Linked DNA regions of Anas platyrhynchos: region 2 is linked to region 1. A link is a contact called in public Hi-C data. All regions are on one chromosome and are shown on one strand. The core of a region is the stretch at or near the end of the contact, and the rest is flanking DNA. Distances in the headings are between cores, read along the strand shown. Region 1 has its middle 300 kb from the start of TRNAM-CAU. Region 2 has its middle 8.5 kb from the start of TRNAI-UAU.

Evidence for each region. Hi-C and Micro-C count contacts between places; a contact is called where the count stands out from the background.
Region 2: a Hi-C map of small yellow follicle shows a contact between it and region 1, with 4 times the contacts expected there. The contact joins two enhancer-like sites. A contact is called at or near these places in 2 of 8 Hi-C or Micro-C datasets (small yellow follicle and subcutaneous adipose tissue).

Annotation. Positions count from the first base shown.
Region 1 is chr3:41,540,700-41,544,864 of IASCAAS_PekinDuck_T2T, reverse strand. No RefSeq gene overlaps it. Among named protein-coding and RNA genes, the nearest start is that of TRNAM-CAU, 300 kb to the left of the region's middle. Within about 2 kb of position 2,139, at least 4 of the 8 cell types and tissues checked have an H3K27ac peak or open chromatin away from gene starts, as enhancers often do. A contact at or near this core is called in small yellow follicle, where this site is marked.
Region 2 is chr3:41,894,673-41,898,837 of IASCAAS_PekinDuck_T2T, reverse strand. No RefSeq gene overlaps it. Among named protein-coding and RNA genes, the nearest start is that of TRNAI-UAU, 8.5 kb to the left of the region's middle. Within about 2 kb of position 1,932, at least 3 of the 8 cell types and tissues checked have an H3K27ac peak or open chromatin away from gene starts, as enhancers often do. A contact at or near this core is called in small yellow follicle, where this site is marked.

The sequences.
Region 1 (4,165 bases), core at 890-3,389:
ATGTTCAAGGAGTTATTGTAAACCAAAATTTATTGTAAACCAACTACAAAGAAAATCACAAACAACACTGCAGACAGTTTCTGTTTCACTTTTTTCCAAGTTTTCCTACTTGTATTTCTGAATCTAGTATACGGTATCAACTGAGAAAACTTCAGGAGAAAATATTCTGAAAGTGTGAGCCTCACTTCAGATTTTTTTCTATTTTGTGCTTTACACTGACTGAAATGGGTCCAATTTGCCAAAAAAGGGGGGGAAACAAAAAGAAAGATAGAAAGCTCAGTCGTGTGTGAATTTTTACATTCAGAATATGTGAATGAATATGCACTATATCACATACCTCTTAAAGTGTTTTGGCTTTTTAGATTGATAATTATGTGTAGATGGTACTATTTCCACCTGGCTTCTTCTTTGGTAGTTCACTGAAAAAAATGTAAAATTTTCTTCACTGTCTAGATGATTTTAAAATGTAAACATTTTCTAGAAGTATAAATCCTGAAATGCAACTTTATTTGTTCACTGCTTGTAACCAAACTTCATTTTGTGTTCCTATTTCTTTCAAAGATGTAAACAGCAAGTTACCAGACTATCATGAGCCAAAAACAGTGTTTATGTCATTTGTTAACTAGTGAATTCAGATCATCCAGATGTACTGTAGGAAACCTCAGTTTAACCTGGGGTTATATGATAATTATCAGAAAGCTTACTTAAAAATATCCGCCAAATAATCTCATATTTATATTGATTGTTCTCTCTGTCTTTACTTGTCCTTCTTAGGAAAGGAAATGAATCCCACTTTTCCACAAAGGCTATGTAAATTGTAAAAGTAATAATGTCACACATATAACAAACAATATCTTAGGTAACAAGTGTCTTATTTTGTTGCTCATTCTTTATTATACAAAATCTCTGTATTTACCAAGGAGCTCAGGACAGCTCAGAGGAATATATAAAACAGAACAGGGTGCTTGAGGCAGGGGTTTTGATGCTCTGAAGCAGCTTTCCAGTGTATTTAAAACAGTATAAAGAATAGTAACTTTTCCTTAATCCTCTCTCTGAATAAAACAGTGACATTTCAAAGGCTGCGACAGTTTTGAAAACATAATTTAAGCTAAGCCCCTTTAACTTTGCATCATACTAATTCTGTGGCTTCATACATAACCAATGGTCAAAGTGAATAACTGGATCAAGATTTGTCCATGAAGTTTAGCAGGACCCCTGTTTCATACTCTGAACCAAACCAACCCTGAGCATTCTTTTCTCTCATTCATTTCCACTAGGCACTTTTCTGAGAAGCATAGGCAGCACAATGCAGCAACTTTTTTGAGCAGGGCTTTTTTGGGTCCTGGAAAAAATTGTAACAGAACAGATTTATTTAAGGTGCTTTGTTCGTAATGAGGGTCATTCCACCGCATTTTGTATCTGTTATTGTCTTCAGTAAGTTTGTAAGACTGGTAGGGAAAACTGGAGCTGGAATTCAATTTCTTCCAGTGAGGCCACGAAACAACCATTTAGTAAGATGAATACTTTTGCAACAATATAATTGCAACATTTTTCACATATTGGTGTAAATAATTATTCCTACTATCAGAATATCTTACAGCGCTCTCACCCCCTCCCCCCCCAATAATGTTCAAAGATACAGTTTGAGTCAGCCTTATGAGTTGCTAAATTACATTGCTTAATTGTTCTGCACATTGGTTTCAATACTAAACTTTCTCCTTTTGCCCTTTATGACTTCTAATCTCACATGTCAGAGGAAAATGATGACCTCCATCACGAAATCAAAAGAAGCACTGGTGTTACTCGTAATGTGATTAAAGTGTGAGATTAAGAGATCTGGCTAAAACAATGGAGGAGGAAAGCAAGGAAGGGAAATTAAATCAGAATAAGTGAAGGAAACAGTTTTGCACAAATCTTTACAGTGTAGCCAAAGTCTAAGAGCTATTTGCATTCAGTGTATATCAGCTGGGGGTCTGGCACAGGATATTCTGAACCAATGTGTATTAGGGGTTATATCTGAGATCTCTGTTTCTGGACTTCTGCTGCATCTGTTCTGGTATTCTGGGTAGTGACTGTGACACTTGGTACTGTAGCTGCTGATCTCAGACCACAGCCCTGAGTGTGGTTTTAGAATCTGCTTATCAGAGAACTCTGACAAAAACAAGAACTATGGCTCACTGACCCCACTCCTTCACTGCAGCAGACGACAGCATCACTCTAATCCTGTTTATAAATCTAATACTCTTCATCTTAAACCTTAAAAAGCTTCTTGCCTGGACAGTCCTACTAGAAAGCTGTGCTGGAAGCACACTGCCACAGCAGTTGGGAATTTTCTCCTAGTTTCCAGTCACACCGATGGCTGTGCCAAGCTCTTTGCTCTCTGCTTTATCCTAGCACAGATAAAATAATTGAGCACATTGAAGTCCCTCTTGGCCTACATTTTGCTGAGCTAATAAGCCAAGTTTCCCTACTTGTCTCTCGTTAGACAAACTATCCATTGCTCTTATCATTTGAATAGTACTTCTTTGTACATTTTCCAGTCTGAGTTTACCTTTATTAAATGTCAGTGATGACAATTTATATGCACAGCCTCAGGTGAATTAGTACCAGGGCATGGTGCAATAGTTTTAATAATTCCCTTTTCTACCTTGCCTGAAGCCTCCTGAGGTTACATTTGCCTTTTTAAGTGCTGTCTGTGATCAAATAAAAAACTGTGCTCATTTTCCTCCTTTGTTGCGTAAATCATGGTCTCAGGTCATAAGAGAAACTCTGTTTTTCCCTTGTTGATATAACAATGCAACCTACGTGGCTGAATTCTGTTAAAATGGTTCCTGTGCAATACTCTTACCTTCCTCACCATGGGCAGGGTTCCCCAAATCCGTGTGATCATTGAACTTCATTAGATCACTTCAGTTGCTTGTTACTGAGGTCATTAATACAAGTATTAAATACATCTTGTTCCAAGCTAATAGCCTTTTAGGTGATCATCTAATAACCTTCCAAACATTTAGTTGTGTCTCTGGTATGATGAATCAGCATTGAGTTTTTTATAACTGTTGAAATGCTGCTATATTCACCCTTTTCATAATAAACTAATTTCTTCCTTTGGAACCTTCAGGTAGACCAAGACATATTTTTATCAAAGTATGTGACAAGAGTTAGTGTGTCATCTATGTTTGGCACACCTCAAGTGTGTTTTATTCTGTTTTCCTTTCAGTAGTCTTTATCTTAACCTTACTTCTTTTTCTTTTTTTTTTTTTTTCTCAGATGTTATTGAATAACAGCCATGATGGGTTCTGCAGTTGCTCGGATTACTCTTGTCCCACTCTAAAGTACAGGAACTAGGTTTGTTATTCTCTAATCATGTAGTACGAGACAGTCGGCATTTTTGTATGGGGACTGTTTAGTGTTTCTTGACTTAAGTGCATTTAACTCTGGGCCTTTTTTTTCCTTCCTCTACTAACATTTGTATTAATTACCTTTTTCTGTGCTATTGTTAGACATCATTAGAAAATGAGTTGCTCTCAACAGCAACAACAGATCTTTCTGAGTAATTTCCCACATATCATAATTAAAATGTGTTTCATTAGGTTCTTAAGTGCTTTGTTAACTCCAGACAAAGGGGGGATTTTCATAGTCACAGGTAGGATTCAGATAGAAAATCTCTCTCTTTCCACTGCCTTTCACCTTTAGAAAGTCTTTTCATGAAAGTGTATATCATTTCTGACCTATTGTTTCTCAGGAGGCGGAGAGTAATACAAGGAGCCCATACCTGTGACTTTTTTCACACCTGCCAGCTCTTTAACACCTCTGGCCTTTTTCTTCAGGGCTTCAGTAATTAGGGTTGTGTGAAGTTTCACACGTAAAATGCAACTGGATGATTCCAGCAGCTAATCAGGTCAAAGGCTAAATTCCTCTGCTGTGCAACATGTTACTTTTGGCTGAATCATAACCCTCTAAACTGGAATTGTTAGATGCTTAACTTTAAAATATTAATGTGTTAATTTATTTTTTTTCATTAGATAGAAAATCACCACATCACACAGCTGCCAATTTGATATCACCGCTGACATCTTTTTTCCACACCTTGCAACCTGAATTGCAGGACATGTTTCTCTGCTGTGTTGCAATACCTCTTTGCTGTTCTAATTGCAGGAGGACATGT
Region 2 (4,165 bases), core at 683-3,182, 350 kb before region 1:
ATTCTGGCCAAAGAGAGGCCTCTGCTTATGCATGTGTAGTAAAGAAAATGGAAGCAGAACCACAAAATAAAATTGCTGTGAAGAAGATCAGCAGTTTGGAACATCTGAGTTTACCGTTTGCTGCTAAAACTGAGTATGATCCTCTGAGGTGACACCTGAAATCAGGAGGGTGCAATCACCTTCTCTGAGTGCAGGCTGACCAGTACATCACGTGAAGACTGCTGCACTTTGCAGGCATCATTTGAGGGGGGACTTCCTGTGCTGCAGCTACTGGGTTGGAGGGTATAGTGCTCCTTTGGTAGATGATCTAACAAATGTCTGTGATCTGACTTCTAAAAATCTTCATATCTATGGAAAGAGATGGCCATTGGGCTAGATACATTACACTCTGTACGAAGAGAACGTCTTTATGCTAAATGTTTTTCTCATCTATCATGTTTTATTTAGTATTTAAGTAGCACTGTCCTATGTCAGTAACCAGAGCCATCTATCTAATCTCCTTCATACATAGAGAGCTGCATATGATTTGATATGATGGTGCTTTCCGTTTAGGCAAAAAAGAGCTAAAGTAGTGCTGATAGAAGTGTTTGAGCAGTGTGGTTTAAGTTTGCTGCTTTTGGAATGAGAGAGATCTTCAGAAATCTGCAGGACCCTTGCGCAAGTGAGGTGCAAATTAAGGCAAATAGCAGAAAGAACTGTTAACACAGTAATTTCTCTAGCTTAGGCATGTTTTAGTTGCTCTTGGAGCTTAGACTGCCTTGGCTAAATGTGTACCAGTGTTTCCACATTGGGGAGGGTTATCACTGGGGCATGACATCTGGGGAGCCATGGGTTGAGGAGAACAGCTAGTGGTGCTGATCAGACGTGACCCATGGTGAGCTGCTGCTTCAAGATTGCTTCCTTGCACAGCATGATAATTGGAAGACTGTAGTTCCTTGATGTCTCCTATGAATTCTGGTTTGAAATACAAATCTTGACTGTATTTAATTTTTACATGGAATATTTCTACTTATTAAGTTGCTTATTTTCTCTGGAAGCTAATCCTTTGGATAATAGGGTGAAAATTCCTGTAGCTTACTCCACTAAATGACTGCTGGACAAGGAAAGAAAAGAGGGTTTAAGGGTCAATTTGGAAAGTAACATAGACCAGAAGTTTCCAATAACAGTTGTGGTTTGGATACAGTTGAAAAAAGAACAGCACATCTAAATTCAATTGTACTTGCATTGGCTGAGTAATAATCTTAGAGTAGATGTGAACAATACGCGTTGGAGACTAACAAGCCATATCCTGAAAGAAAATGATAACTGATGCAGACAAACTGGGAGAAAAACTGGTAGTGATTACAAGCGATGAAAGTGCTGGTCCTGGCTGTCCTACTCAATAAATAATCTTGAAGGGGTATTAGCAGTGTTAGTAGTAGCAACATTTAACCATCTGGCTCGGCTTCTGTGGGATGTTTTCTTAAAAATAAATAAATAAATACCAGTTAGTGGAACTGCGTCTATTGAAATTGTAGGCAAACTTGGCACCATATTGCTGTGTTGGCAGTTCCTTGTGCGCTGTGTGTCCCGTGCTTGATTTGCCTGTGATCATTTGACTTGATAGGGCAGACGTTTCTGTGATGTTCATGGACCATTAGTGGTCTAAGAAGTCCTAGTAAATGCTTGTTCAAGTTACCATGCATTGGTCTAACTGTGCTGGTGGTCTGCAATAAACCTGGAGGTGGCTTCAGACCTTCAAAGCTTTGTCCTGTAGCATTGGTGGCTGCAACTCCAAACTTATCTTGACTGTTACACGGCAGACAAAAAAAAATGTAGTTTGTCTCTTACATAATCAAATCTCATGTTTTTACTATTTCATTGGCTTAGAATTGTAAACACGAGTGTTGATCTGGCAAAAGTTCCTCTTACATATTTACCATGCAGACGCTTATGGGCGACCCTGAGTACATGAGCCCTTGCTGTAGCTTAGTGTCACTGTTGACTGTATCTCCCACGAGTTCTGCTTGTGCCTTGCTTTACTGATAAACTTTCCATCTTGTTTTTGTCTTTAACAGTCTAGTGCTCATAAAATGATCAATTTGGTGCAAAATGTCAGCTTACTACATGTATTTTTTCATTTGATTTATCTTTTCCTAAAATCTGGCTTTCTTCACCCCATCAGCAGATGGAATTGAGGATAAATGTTTTAATCTCTGAGCAATGCCTTCCCCCCACCCTGCCAGTACCACTAAAACTGCCTTGAAATACACAGTGATAGTATTTCTTGGAATCTGATTCATCCTGTAATCAAACTGACAGGCATCAATGGAGCACTTAGGAGTTTATGCTTGGAATTAAGTCCAGTTGAGTGCTTCTGGAATCTTCTGGTAATTTCCTTTTATCAGTGTAAGTGATGCAGCACGATTCCATCATAATTACTGTGGAGCTGCACCAAATTAGATGATATGATTGAGGCTGATTTTTTTATAAGATTTTTTTTTTTCTTGGAAATTAAAAGATGGTAACAGAGGCAGGCTGTGTAACATTCACCATTTACTGTATTTGTTTGCCATTCTGTATATAGAAGAGACCTATTCCTTCTGCTTAGTATTCCCTGATAGACTGCTTACAGTCTGCTCAAAATGAGTGTCAGGTACTATTCTAATGCAGTGGTGTTATAACGTAATTCTATTCTTCCTTCCGTGCAAGGCATGGGAAAATCAGGCTTGTACTGTTAAGCATCTGTGTCTAGTAAACCCATGCATGACTGGAAGTTGGTGTACAGGCTCACATCCTCCGTTTGTTTACATTGAGAGAAATGGACGTTCATGTTACTTCAGTTAAGTGAAGATATTTCAGATTTGTACTGGTGAAATGGGAGCAAAAATATCTGGCACATGCTTTTAAGTATTGTATGAAGATAAACAATACTGAAGACTTTTTCCAAGAAGTGCCAATCAAACAGAACTGCATGAATTGCAGACAGCTTCATTGGTGATGTTTGTGTGGTACAGACCATGCTGGGAGACAACTCTGTACATGTACCTGAATTCATCTGGCACTGTTCATCTGGGTTGCAGTAAATAAGACACTGCAGTACTTTTAAATAATCAGAGAATATCCCAAGTTGGAAGGGACCCACAAGGGTCATGGAGACCAACTCCTGGGTCCCCAAAGGACCACCCAGAAATCAAACCCTGTGTCTGAAAGCTTTGTCCAAACAGCTCTTGAACTCTGGCAGGCTCAGTGCTGTGACCACTGCTCTGGGGAGCCTGTCCCAGTGCCCGACCCCCTCTGGGTGCAGACCCTTTCCCTAACCCCCAGCCTGACCCTCCCATGTCCCAGCTCCATGCCATTCCCTCGGGTCCTGTCGCTGTCCCCAGAGAGCAGAGCTCAGCGCCTGCCCCTCCACTCCCCTCATGAGGGAGCTGCAGGCTGCCATGAGGCCTCCCCTCAGCTTGCTCTGCTCAGGGATGAACAAACCAAGGGGCCTCAGCCGTTCCTCATACTCCTTTCCCTCTAGGCCCTTCACCATCTATGTAGTCCTCCTTTTGACACTATAATAATCTTATGTCCTCATGTTGCGGTGCCCCAAACTGACCATGGTGCTTGAGGTGAGGCTGCACCTGTAACAAAAGCTTTGCTGAAATCCCAGATCACATCTTTTGAATTATTTATTTATTTATTTTACATCCATCATTTAGAAGAAAATATACCTAATAATTCTGTGACTAGATGCAGGGAAATAAAATCAATAATATGGGCTCTTCAGGTTTTTGAAAAGGCTATATCCAAGGGTGGCAGACCTGGTAGGTGGAATACCTGCCTCAGGCTGTGGGAGGCAATGGTGTCTTCCTGATTAGCAGTTTCCTCTCTGTATGTCCACAGGAACCATGGGGTTGGGTGTCGTTCCTATCCTAGAGTTGTCACTATGCATGAAATGATAGTTTTAGGGGCCTGCTGCTAACAGGAAGCACTTTCTGCAGGGCATCAGTGCTGCGTTGTGTACGGTGCATGGAAATCTGTGGGGTTTTAAAGAGTGTTGGTGGCCCTCCCATTAATGGGAAGTGCAGCTGCTGTCCTTGACTATAGTTGAACTTGTCTGTACGCACAAATGCTTGATCAGAAAACTTGTTACTTTTTCTCAAAGTGATAAGATAGGATAGATTTAAATACTTCTGAA